Linked DNA regions of Mus musculus: regions 2, 3 and 4 are each linked to region 1. The links are chromatin contacts, called in public Hi-C and HiChIP or PLAC-seq maps. All regions are on one chromosome and are shown on one strand. The core of a region is the stretch at or near the end of the contact, and the rest is flanking DNA. Distances in the headings are between cores, read along the strand shown.

Region 1 (2,700 bases), core at 102-2,601:
TGTGATGGGAACTAAACCCTGGTCCTCTGTAAGAGTCATAGACCTCCTAACCTCTGACCTCCTAACCTCTGACCTCCTAACCTCTGACCTCCTAACCTCTGACCTCCTAACCTCTGAGCCACTCCTCCATTCCCTTCTCTCTAGTTTTTATTGTAGAATTTCCAAACACCCAGGCAGACTATGCAACAAAGACCACTGAACCACCGTGTAGATCAAACAATTATTAATTTCTGTGATATATATTTTAGTATTTATTCAGCTCTTTCTGAAACTGTTCATCATGCATTTCTTAAGGACAAAGCCATTCTTCCACACAATCAGTTTTCTGAAACCATGAGAGAATTCACGACACTTCCTAAACTTCTTATAAAACTCTGTTTATGGGCTGGAGTGTTGGCTCAGCCATTAAGCGCACTGGCTGCTCTTTCAGAGGACACAGGTTCAATTCCCAGCACCCTCATAGCGGCTCACAACTCTCTAATTCTCTAACATGCTATCTATAACCTTCTTATAGTCTCTGAGGGCACTATATACACACACAGTGCACAGACACACATACAGGCAAAAAACCCTATACATAAATTAAAATAAAATATATAAAATCTCAAAAAAAAAACCCTTTTAAGACTGCATTTGCATTTCTAGTACAACAAGCCACATTTGGTGACACTGAGTCCCTTTAGATTCATGTCACCTAGAAATACCTTTTATTTTATTTATTTTTAAAAAAGAAAATTGACAATGCTGGAGATTAAGCCAAGGCATAACACTTGATAGTCAAGTGTGCTACCACTCTAAAATAGTCATAGCCTTAATATGTAATCTTTAAAAAATATTTAATGTGTGTGTGTGTGTGTGTGTGTGTGTGTGCACCTGAGTGCATGATGCGTACCGCATATGTGTGGTGGCCTGAGGAGGTCAGAAAAGGGCATCAAATTCCCTGCACTTAAAGATGTAGATGTGGGGACTAGGAATTAAACACACACACACACACACACACACACACACACACACACACACACACACACACACACGAGCATGTGGTCCATTCCTCTAACTCTGGCACTCAGAGGGTAGGTGATTGTATGTCTCTGTAGGTGTGTATCTCTTCTAAAGGAGGCCTGCCAGTGGCCCTTTAAACTGTGTTGGCATCTTGGATTTATCTGATTTACCTTTGCAGTGTTTAGTTTCGTGACTGCCAGTTCCCAGCAGCATGTGAGGTTTTTCAGAAGTGGCCGTGGTTTGAACCCACAGTCTTTTGGTTTGAACAAATCTTTCATGGCTCAGGAAGACTTGTGACCATACACTGTCAGATCGGGGAACCTCCTCCCACACAGTAGGAAGCCAAGACCCTGAAAGGGTAAGTGTCATGGTTTCCTGTTGTTGCTGTAGTGTGTTACCACAGACCCTGAGACCCAGACCTCACATGACCCGGAAGCATCATTTCACGTATCTGGAGATCTGCTTGATTACATCATAGTGCCGGCAGACTGGAGGCCGGCAAACCAGCCTCGTTCCTGGCTTCCGCTTTCCTTGCTCTATGGCCACTTTCACCTTCAAAGTCTCTCTAATTCTGGCTTTGGCTTCCCTGCCTCCCTCTTTTACGTGAAAGGACTCTGGAGATAACATTGGGCCCACCCAAAGAACCTAGGACACACTTCTGATCTCAGGGTTGTCTGATTAACAACCTAAATTCCACATGCAACCTCATTACTGGCCATTAACATAACAGGCTTTGCGGGCCAGGACATGGACACTATTGGGAGCCATTTTGCAGGCCACTCAGTAATTAGGAGCTCCTTACTAGGACTTTAACACGGCGGTTCTCTCAACCTTTGGGGGTCCACTGACCTGTCGCCTCAGCTCATCAGAAAACACAGGAATTTAGTTACATTACAATTTACAACAGGGGCAAAACTGCAGTTATGACGTAGCAATGAAAATAATGTTGTGATTGGGAGTCAGCACAGCATGACAGACTGTATCAAAGGGTCACAGCGTTAGGAAGGGTGAGATTCTTTAGCACACGGTACTCTCAGGTGCTTGTTTTATACTGGAATTCAGCAAAGGGTGGGAAGAGCTGAGCTCTATCCAAGGCTTAGTGAAAGAGGCATTGCAAGGATCATATGGTAACTTTAAATTTGGACATCCAGGGGGAGACATCTGAAGGACAGCAGTAATCTGTTCACCTAAAGACAGTGGATTTTAAAATATATTTATGTTTATTTCATGTGTGTGAGTATTTGCCTGCATGTATGCCTGTGAATCATGTGGGGGGGGGGGGCATAGAGGCTGGAAGAGGCAGTCAGGTCCTCTGGAAGTGGAGTTACAGATGGTTTTGAGCCACCGTGTGAATGCTGGGAACTGAACGAGGGTCTTCGGGAAGAGCAGCTATCTTTCCAGTCCATTTTTTTGAGACAGGGCTTTACCCTGTAGCCCCTACTGGTCTCGAACTTACATCATCCCCTTTCAGCCCTCTTAGTGCGGGGATTATTGTCCTCTGGGCTGCCATTTATCCCAAAGCTTCCCCTGTGACATATCCTGTTTGCAATGTAGGTTCGATGTAAACACCTCATGTCTTCTTGTTTCAAAGGTTCATGATAGAGCTTTTGTTTTTCCTTCCTCTTTTGCTGTCCCAGAGTTCAACCTGAGCTCTTGCACAAGGTAAGAGGGCATGTTTCCCACTGGACTCACACCTCC
Region 2 (2,700 bases), core at 89-2,588, 270 kb after region 1:
TCAAGGTCATTGCAATTTATTTTTCCCATAGGAGATGCTGTAAGGATTGTAGACAGGTGGGTCTACTACTAAGCATTTTGCACTGGGAAGGCTAGGTACTAATTGAGTATAGCACCCCCATGGGCATACCCAGATAATCCTTAACTGTAGAAGGCTCTAGACTGCCAGGGTAGTGAGGAAACATTTGGGGCTTTGGGAAATGACTATTTACTAATGAGAGCAGAAGAAATCCAGAAGGTGCCACAGCAAACATGATGGTCCAAGCCCCAAGACTAAGAACTATTATCAGAGGTAAGGTGTTTAGCATAAATTCTAAATCTCAGCGATTGCCCAGATAGTCTCTTAGACTGACAGCTCCATCTTCCTCCTACCTTCTCATCCTCCTTCCTTCCACATTGCTCCTCACTCCTCCAGTTCTCTCTGTTTTAGTTCATTGGATCATCCCAAAGCAAATGTCTACCATATTGATACAAAGCTTTTTATCTATCTAAACTTTTAATCACTGGTGAGACTACACTATGGTTTCCAAAATTTATTCGTGTCTTCTGACCTATCAGTGCCTATTTTTATGCTCTTGGCTAAAAAGGGTTACTAAACTATTCTATTTTTCTTAAGTCCAAACAACTAAGTAAGTATATTCAAACAACTTGATAGCCATGTGGGGAAAAAATACATATAAACTGAAAGGCAAAATAGTATTTTCATTTAGTTCTTAAATAACAACAGTTAGTTACTATGCGATGCATGTATTTGTTGAGTGTGGAACAAATTCTCTAACTCTAGAAGTAGGTCAGACAACGCCATCTTTGTTTTCTCTCCTGCATAAAGTTTGTCTTTCCTTTTTTTAAAACCATAGCAAGCAATAAAACAACAGTTCTGAAATGGTAAAGTCGCTGATAGGAATATAGCCTTACTCAGTGTTAAAACTGTGACCTCTCTTGAGATAGTGGTTTATATAATACCCAAGTGCTTTTGTTCCTTTTGAAGATTCAAAATGTGCCTGGTACTATGACTTTGTCACAGTGCCCTCTTAGTTTCTTGGTACACATTTTGGAGAAGTACTGAATGAATTAAACAGTAATTACTAATAGTTGGAATCAGATATAGACTAAAAAGTCATAGGTCAGTGAACCAATTTGCATCTCACTGTGTTTACTTTGGGTGACACAAAACAAATGGTCTCTTGAGTTGACTGTCAGTGATTCACGGGCTCTAGGAGTTTATGTAATGGGTTCAATGTAGACTTTCAAGAGAAATAAGAACACTTCTGCACAACAATAGCCCTTACCTAAGGCAGCACCAGTGGTGTTCTCTGCTGCAGCTGAACTAAGAGGAATTCAGGGAGTGTCCGGACGATAGAAGAATGTCACATGACCCAAATCAACGGCATATGAAGAGGCTGGCTGGTTGAGCAGTCTCCAGAGTTTGAAAGTAGGGTGTTTTTAAACAAGGGCTGGAATATTCTAGAAATTCAGATACTGTTCTGGTGGAAGCCACAGTTTCAGGTTACTGTCCTGCTAACTGAAGGAGCAGCAATGGCCTCCACTCCCCAGAGACAGCCTTGGGCTCTTGGTGAGCCTTTGACACGGGTCAGTTTTTACAAGCACACAAAGATAGGCATATGTACTAAGACTGGAAACCTTTGTAGCTTCTGATGGACACATTTTGTTTCTATACCAAAGAGAAATCCTCCTGAGTATTTGTTGGTCAACTTACAAAACTGCATGTGCCTTTACATTTCTCCACGGCCCTCAACAAGTTTATTATCCAACTTGAAAAGCAAACCACATATAGTTTACACACATGCCATCTATAAATCAAGGGATGTTGATACACACTCCAAAGTGGTACGAGAGGTGGCTAGACTACTTCAGAAAGAAGATGAATAACTAAGGAAGTTCAGGAAAGAACAGTGTAGACCATGAAAGTCAGGAAAAACAATGAGGTTCGTGGCAAGTATTGCATAGTATTTTGAGGAAATGATAAGTAGTTATTGTAGCTGTTTGGATGATGCTGGAGGATGTAGAAGTTAAAAATAGAAAGTTGAACATAAGGAGGATGCTGCACTTCCCTGTCCTCCATGGGGCCTTTTGTTATTTATTTTTTTTCTGCTGAGTTTGTACAAAGCCTCAAAGTCCCTCTCAACAGAGTTCTCTAAGAAGCCACTATGAAGCAGCTGGGACCAAGGTGTTTTTTTTTTTTTTTTTTAAAGATTTATTTATTTATTATATGTAAGTACACTGTAGCTGTCTTCAGACACACCAAAGAGGGTGTCAGATCTCATTACGGATGGTTGTGAGCCACCATGTGGTTGCTGGATTTGAACTCAGGACCTTTGGAAGAGCAGTCAGTGCTCTTATCCACTGAGTCATCTCGCCAGCCCGGGACCAAGGTTTGAGATGGAGCAATTCACCATTCCCTGTCTGGCCTAACACTCTTTGCTCACATGATTTTTGCTGTTGTTTGTTGCATGAACATTTTTAAAGATAGAGTTTTGTAGCACTAAGTGATCTATGAAGTTGATTTTGATTTGAGTGTTCTGATTTTGACTTGAGTGTTCCGCTTTGGAGAGTCTAACGTATTAGTATACTTTATTCAATAGGAAACTGGGGGCTTGGGAGATGTTTCAGTGGTCAAGCATGTATAGTGGGCAAGCATGAGGATCTGAGTTCAAATACACAGAACCCATGTTAAAAAGCC
Region 3 (2,700 bases), core at 124-2,623, 460 kb after region 1:
CCAGTATCACAGGGTAGAAGAGGATTAATGGGAACCTGTTCTCTTTGGCTTCAACGCTCACTGTATGTCAGCACTGTTCTGCTCAGGGATGAACATGGGGTGTTTGTGAGGGGGAAGTGGGTTTCCTTGGTGTCATCGCTGAAGTTCTATGGTTCTGTGCATTGCTGTGTGGTGAGGTACAATGTCTAGCCCTAATTTAAGGCTACCCCTTTCTACATATTCCTCAACTATAAATAGCCTTATTAGAACAAATAAAGTGCTCCAAGTCTAGAATCAATCCCCTGGGAAGTGACTTTAGATGCTTTCTGTTGGTACAGAATGTTCCCTTCTGTCTAGTTTCACCAACCTGGGACCCTTGTGGGTTCATTCTCTGTAAGCCAGGCAAGTCAGAGTCCACAGATGACTGGGATAAGGAGAGCCAGGCTCAGATGCAAAAGCAAGTTCTTAGTAGGATTATTTTTCAACCAGAGATCCTTGGAACTTTATTTTCATTATCTTTATTGCCTGTCAGTGCTCCAGGCTGCCAGAGGAGCCATGCTTGGGACGGGGGTGGGTGAGGAATGGAGGGTGGAAGCAGGGAGGTGGTTATTTGAAAGGCAGCCAGTAAAAGCATAGCAAAGTTCTCAGTGGCCTTCACATCAGAAAGGGTCTATTTCATTGGCTCAACAAGTCACCTGAGCATGTCTTGACTTGAAGCTAGAAGGGGAGGGCTGCAGATGTTGACAGTGTAGAGTATGTCAGAGTTCAATTCACCAGCTTAGAGAAGGCCAGTAGTCAGAACTCTGTAAGTGAGCTCAGACTCCACACAGCCTCCCATCAAGCTAGGGAGTTTTCTCCCTCCACGTTCTGCCTTCTCCCTTCCTCGTGAGTTATGTGTGAGTCTCAGGTACTGCAGAAAGCAAGGAGGAGAAATTGTTTTTAAGACTTCCCTTCAAAATTAACATACAGATCATTTTTCCACTAAGCCTTTTTTTTTTTTTTTTGATTGCTGCAGACTACACACACACACATTTTTCCTTCCTCAGACCAGGCTTCTACAACAATGTTGTAGCCCAGGGTACCCCTAAGTGCTGGGATCACAGAAGTTCACTACCACACCTGCCTTGTTCTGAATTCTTTTACTTAGATGCAACTGTCCTTCGTAGGACACAGAGCAGTCCTGCAGCATTCTTATTGTGTCTTAACTGATAAGGGATGTGTCTCCACGGTCATTTTTATAACTTTCCCGTGACCTGAAAAACTTTGCAAAATACTAGACACAGAAACACTTAACCCTTCTAAGTACTCAAAGTATAAGGAACTGACTCAAACTTCAGGAAGTAGCTGTGAGGACAGTGTGGCAGGAAATGACAGAAAACCTGAAAACGGAACTGGAGCAGCTGCTCTGTTACTTACCCTGAAGTGGCAGCCGCTGGAGGGGGCGCCTGGTGTAGATGTGAAAAGCCGTAACCAGGAACCAGTAAAGGTGGGTGCTCTGAGCTGGGGGTTTTGTGAGGGGTTGGGAGCACAGGGAAGTATGGAAAAGAAGTCTACATAGCACTTAGTCCTTGTTAAGGGAGGTCTTTACTAATAGATGCTGAACTCTTGATGGCCCTAAGGACTGTGTGCAGTGGTTGACAATGAACATCTGAGGATGGGAACAAGGAAATGGCCTGCACTCGGGGAGCATGATTGAGCACATATCTAGGACCCTGGGCCCTAGTATGCCCTTGATGATCTACACAGCCCATTCTAAAGGGTGGCTGCCCCAGTGTGCTAACCTGAAGGCGACCCACGGAAGATGAGGACAAAGTGTGCCTTTGTATGGCCTCACAGGGACACAAATGCCCATGGGAAATGTAAGGGGACAGGATTTAACCACCAATGAACACTGGTGCTGAGCCAAGTGCTTTTAGGAGTCAAATGCAAACATGACTTCAGCTGGTGTAACTTTGTATGTCTGTGGGGATCCCAGAGTGTTACAGAGGGAGCTTTGGATCTACTGTGTTAACCCCTTAATTATTTAACATTGGGAAACAATATCACAACAATCAGTGACTTGCCCAAGGAAGTTAATATTGATGGATGGCTTAGTCTAGTCTCTGACTAAGTAGTATAGACTCTGTGTCATGTGACAGACAGGGGTCTCACAGGGGCTGTCATATTACTGCAGTGTCCATGGATCTCTCACCTATGGATGCCATAAGTCAGTCCTGTCATCAGGTATTGGATATGCCCAGCATTCATTGCCTGTCTCCAGCCTCCTACTTTAAGTTAGCAGCTTTCCTGATTAGTAATCGACAGTACAAGAATAGTAAGTTATTTTGCTCTTAAACATGAGCATGAGGGGCTGATGGGAGAGATGAACTGAGACCTGGAGAATCAGGCAAGATGAGACCATCGGACCTCACTGCTTCCTCATTGCTCATAAATGTATTTGACTTCTCCTTTCCAGTTTCCTTCTGTGGTAGAGTAGCCTGAGAGCCAGGACATGTCAAAGTGAGGCCTTAAGCTGTGGGTCATAGGTTCTCTTTATGTGTCTTACCCCCTGTTAGTAGCTAATACCAACTGGGGGAGGCACAGATGTTCTTAATAGCTCACAGTGACTCTGGCCACGGTAACTCACCACTCCTTCCCACATCTTTATTTAACCTATCTTCCTCAGATGTCTTCGGGGCTAATCTTCTAGAGGTTATTATAAAATGTGGGCAATGATGGAGG
Region 4 (2,700 bases), core at 98-2,597, 440 kb before region 1:
CCAAAAGCTGCTTTGAGGAAACCAGTTAAAACAGTCCAGATAGGAGTAATCTTCGAAGACCATATAAGTCTGGCACATGTTTCTTTTTTTTTTTTTAAATGGTTTTTTAAAGGAGAAACAGATTTTTGATTTTTTTTTTTTTCAGTGAACAAAGCAAAACCTAGAGGTCCCCTTACGCGAAGGGTAGCTTGTTGTAAAAGGAAGAAATGCGGGCTGGTGAGATGGCTCAGTGGTTGAGAGCACCCGGAGTTCAAATCCCAGCAACCATATGGTGGCTCACAACCATCTGTAAGAAGATCTGATGCCCTCTTCTGTAGTGTCTGAAGACAGCTACAGTGTACTTACATATTATAAATAAATCTTTTTTTTTTTTTTTTTTAAAGGAAGACATGCTACTGCTTAGGAGCTCAGGATCCTGCTCTGCTTGCTGCCATTTAGGATTACTATTTCCTGGTGAACACTGTCACCAAATCTCCTTCCTGAGAGCTAAGCAGATCCTAGTAATTTGTTAGGACAGTTTGTTAATATTAGACCATGAGTAACGACAAACAGTTTTACTTACAGCCTTTTCTTTTTGGGAGTCCCCAATGCTATTTATACACAAGGTATCCTACACATCAAAAAGTGCGTTTTACCCTTCAAAGTTCAAGTCATGTCTTAATCCTACCAACGTACCAAGTCTGCGCATCTTTTGTCCCTCGTGCTTGTGTGTGTAGTGAACTAAAGGTCCATCACCATCCTGGTTTAGCTCCTAGGTTGTACCCATTATATCCTTTTGGTTTTCTAGTCATTAGAAAAATATATATTTACTTGAAATAAAGCCTAAAATTTGTTATTCAATGTGCTTTAGGTGAGTTAATAAAAATGGAAAGTTTTTGAATTGATGATATAATCTCTATATCAGAAGTCACCGTAGTCCAGGCTTCAGATGTAGTTCAGTGGTTAAGATCATTGGCAGTTCTCCAGAGGACCTTCCAGCACCTACAGGCAGCTCACAACCATCTGTAACTCCATTTCCAGGATGATGGGACTCCTGACCCTGAGGGTAGGTATTGCATTCGCAAAGTACACACACAGGCAGCTATTATTATTATAATCTTGGCAGCTAAACTCAGTCGGGGTGGGTGTGGACAGAGGTACCCTCAATATGCACAGCCTTCATGAAGTGCCTGCTGCGCCCTTTCCTGCACCCAGCTCTCTCAGGGAAAAAAACCGGGTTCAGTGTCAACTTCCTGTCCTGGAGAACCGGAAGAAAATGCATGTCTCCTTCGGCGCGTGCGCAGCCTGGCAGGATGCGTACCTAGCGTCGTCCTGGGCTCTACTTGAGCCTCTCATAAATCCTGTTTTGTGTGACGTCATCTGTTGCTTGAGGTTCCCAGACATTTTGGAGCTGCGGAGGGCGTGGAAGAGGAAAGGTGCAGCCCCGAACCCCCGCGGATCGGCCTAGTCCTTTGACAGCATCTGACACGAGTACGGATCCCAGGATCACTGTGATCCGTGATGCTATAGAAGAAAGCAAGACGGGGAGTGGTTCAAACTTCGTTGCTGACTGGGAACGGACCTTATAGAGGAGCCCATGTTACAATCAAAACCATCCGCCTTCCAACCGCAAGTTTTAACTTCTGTAAGTTTCAGGGCGGGAAGCCCGCGCAAATTATAGAGCCGGATCTATGGCGACCGAGCATCTGCCAGCAGAGAGAGCACAGTCACTTCTCTCTGCCCCCCGGCGCGAGGAAGAGCCGCAGAAACCCAACTATGCTCTCAGACTTACTCTTGCGGGGCACTCGGCGGCCATATCATCAGTTAAATTTAGTCCTAATGGCGAATGGCTAGCGAGTTCTGCAGCTGATGCACTAATTATAATTTGGGGAGCATACGATGGGAATTGTAAGAAAACACTCTATGGTCACAGTCTGGAAATATCAGATGTTGCCTGGTCTTCAGATTCTAGTCGTCTAGTTTCAGCCTCAGATGATAAGACTCTAAAGGTATGGGATATGAGATCTGGAAAATGTCTGAAAACACTGAAGGGGCACAGCGATTTCGTCTTCTGTTGTGACTTCAACCCACCATCCAACCTCATCGTTTCGGGCTCTTTTGATGAGAGTGTGAAAATATGGGAAGTAAAAACAGGAAAATGCCTCAAGACTTTGTCTGCACATTCGGACCCCATTTCTGCCGTAAATTTTAATTGTAATGGGTCCTTGATAGTGTCCGGGAGCTATGATGGGCTTTGTAGAATTTGGGATGCTGCGTCAGGCCAGTGTTTAAGGACACTTGCTGATGAAGGCAACCCTCCAGTGTCTTTTGTAAAATTTTCTCCAAATGGTAAATACATTCTCACTGCAACTTTGGACAATACTCTTAAACTGTGGGATTACAGCAGGGGCAGATGCCTGAAGACATACACTGGTCATAAGAATGAGAAATACTGCCTATTTGCCAGTTTCTCGGTTACTGGTAGAAAGTGGGTTGTGTCTGGTTCAGAGGACAACATGGTTTACATCTGGAATCTTCAGACTAAAGAGATTGTACAGAGGTTGCAAGGTCACACAGATGTGGTGATCTCAGCAGCCTGTCACCCTACAAAAAACATCATCGCATCAGCAGCACTAGAAAATGACAAGACAATTAAAGTGTGGTCGAGTGACTGCTGAAGTCTCTGGCAGGCGATGAGGAAAGCCAAGTTAGACACAAAAT

What was found. Hi-C and Micro-C count contacts between places; a contact is called where the count stands out from the background. HiChIP or PLAC-seq counts read pairs in DNA pulled down with a chosen protein or histone mark.
Region 2: a Hi-C map of bone marrow-derived macrophages shows a contact between it and region 1, with 18 read pairs. The contact joins two enhancer-like sites. A contact is called at or near these places in 2 of 484 Hi-C or Micro-C datasets (bone marrow-derived macrophages and group 2 innate lymphoid cells), 2 of 115 datasets of contacts at active chromatin or transcription factors (bone marrow-derived macrophages and regulatory T cells) and 1 of 9 other capture datasets (adipose tissue).
Region 3: a Hi-C map of regulatory T cells shows a contact between it and region 1, with 2.7 times the contacts expected there. The contact joins the promoter of Hcls1 here to the enhancer-like site in region 1. A contact is called at or near these places in 5 of 39 promoter capture datasets (the 3T3-L1 cell line, hippocampal neurons, liver and 2 more), 4 of 484 Hi-C or Micro-C datasets (CD4 T cells, LSK cells, natural killer cells and 1 more), 5 of 115 datasets of contacts at active chromatin or transcription factors (Th17 cells, bone marrow-derived dendritic cells, bone marrow-derived macrophages and 2 more) and 3 of 9 other capture datasets (adipose tissue, embryonic stem cells and liver).
Region 4: a contact with region 1 is called in an H3K4me3 HiChIP or PLAC-seq map of bone marrow-derived macrophages, with 3 times the contacts expected there. The contact joins the promoter of Wdr5b here to the enhancer-like site in region 1. A contact is called at or near these places in 9 of 39 promoter capture datasets (the 3T3-L1 cell line, the C10 cell line, embryonic stem cells and 3 more), 7 of 484 Hi-C or Micro-C datasets (the N1E-115 cell line, Th1 cells, embryonic stem cells and 1 more), 6 of 115 datasets of contacts at active chromatin or transcription factors (bone marrow-derived macrophages, embryonic forebrain, embryonic stem cells and 2 more) and 2 of 9 other capture datasets (embryonic stem cells and pancreatic islet).

What each region holds. Positions count from the first base shown.
Region 1 is chr16:36,475,705-36,478,404 of GRCm38.p6, forward strand. No RefSeq gene overlaps it. Among named protein-coding and RNA genes, the nearest start is that of Stfa3, 22 kb to the left of the region's middle. Within about 2 kb of position 1,352, at least 82 of the 459 cell types and tissues checked have an H3K27ac peak or open chromatin away from gene starts, as enhancers often do. A contact at or near this core is called in Th1 cells, Th17 cells, bone marrow-derived macrophages and 1 more, where this site is marked.
Region 2 is chr16:36,745,928-36,748,627 of GRCm38.p6, forward strand. No RefSeq gene overlaps it. Among named protein-coding and RNA genes, the nearest start is that of Slc15a2, 38 kb to the right of the region's middle. Within about 2 kb of position 1,339, at least 12 of the 459 cell types and tissues checked have an H3K27ac peak or open chromatin away from gene starts, as enhancers often do. A contact at or near this core is called in bone marrow-derived macrophages, where this site is marked.
Region 3 is chr16:36,933,610-36,936,309 of GRCm38.p6, forward strand. Hcls1 (hematopoietic cell specific Lyn substrate 1) reads left to right here and starts at 1,374. Exons shown (of 14, transcript NM_008225.2): 1 at 1,374-1,465.
Region 4 is chr16:36,039,843-36,042,542 of GRCm38.p6, forward strand. It overlaps Wdr5b (WD repeat domain 5B), which reads left to right and starts at 1,348. Exons shown (of 1, transcript NM_027113.2): 1 at 1,348-2,700. The coding sequence starts at 1,671. The coding sequence ends at 2,657.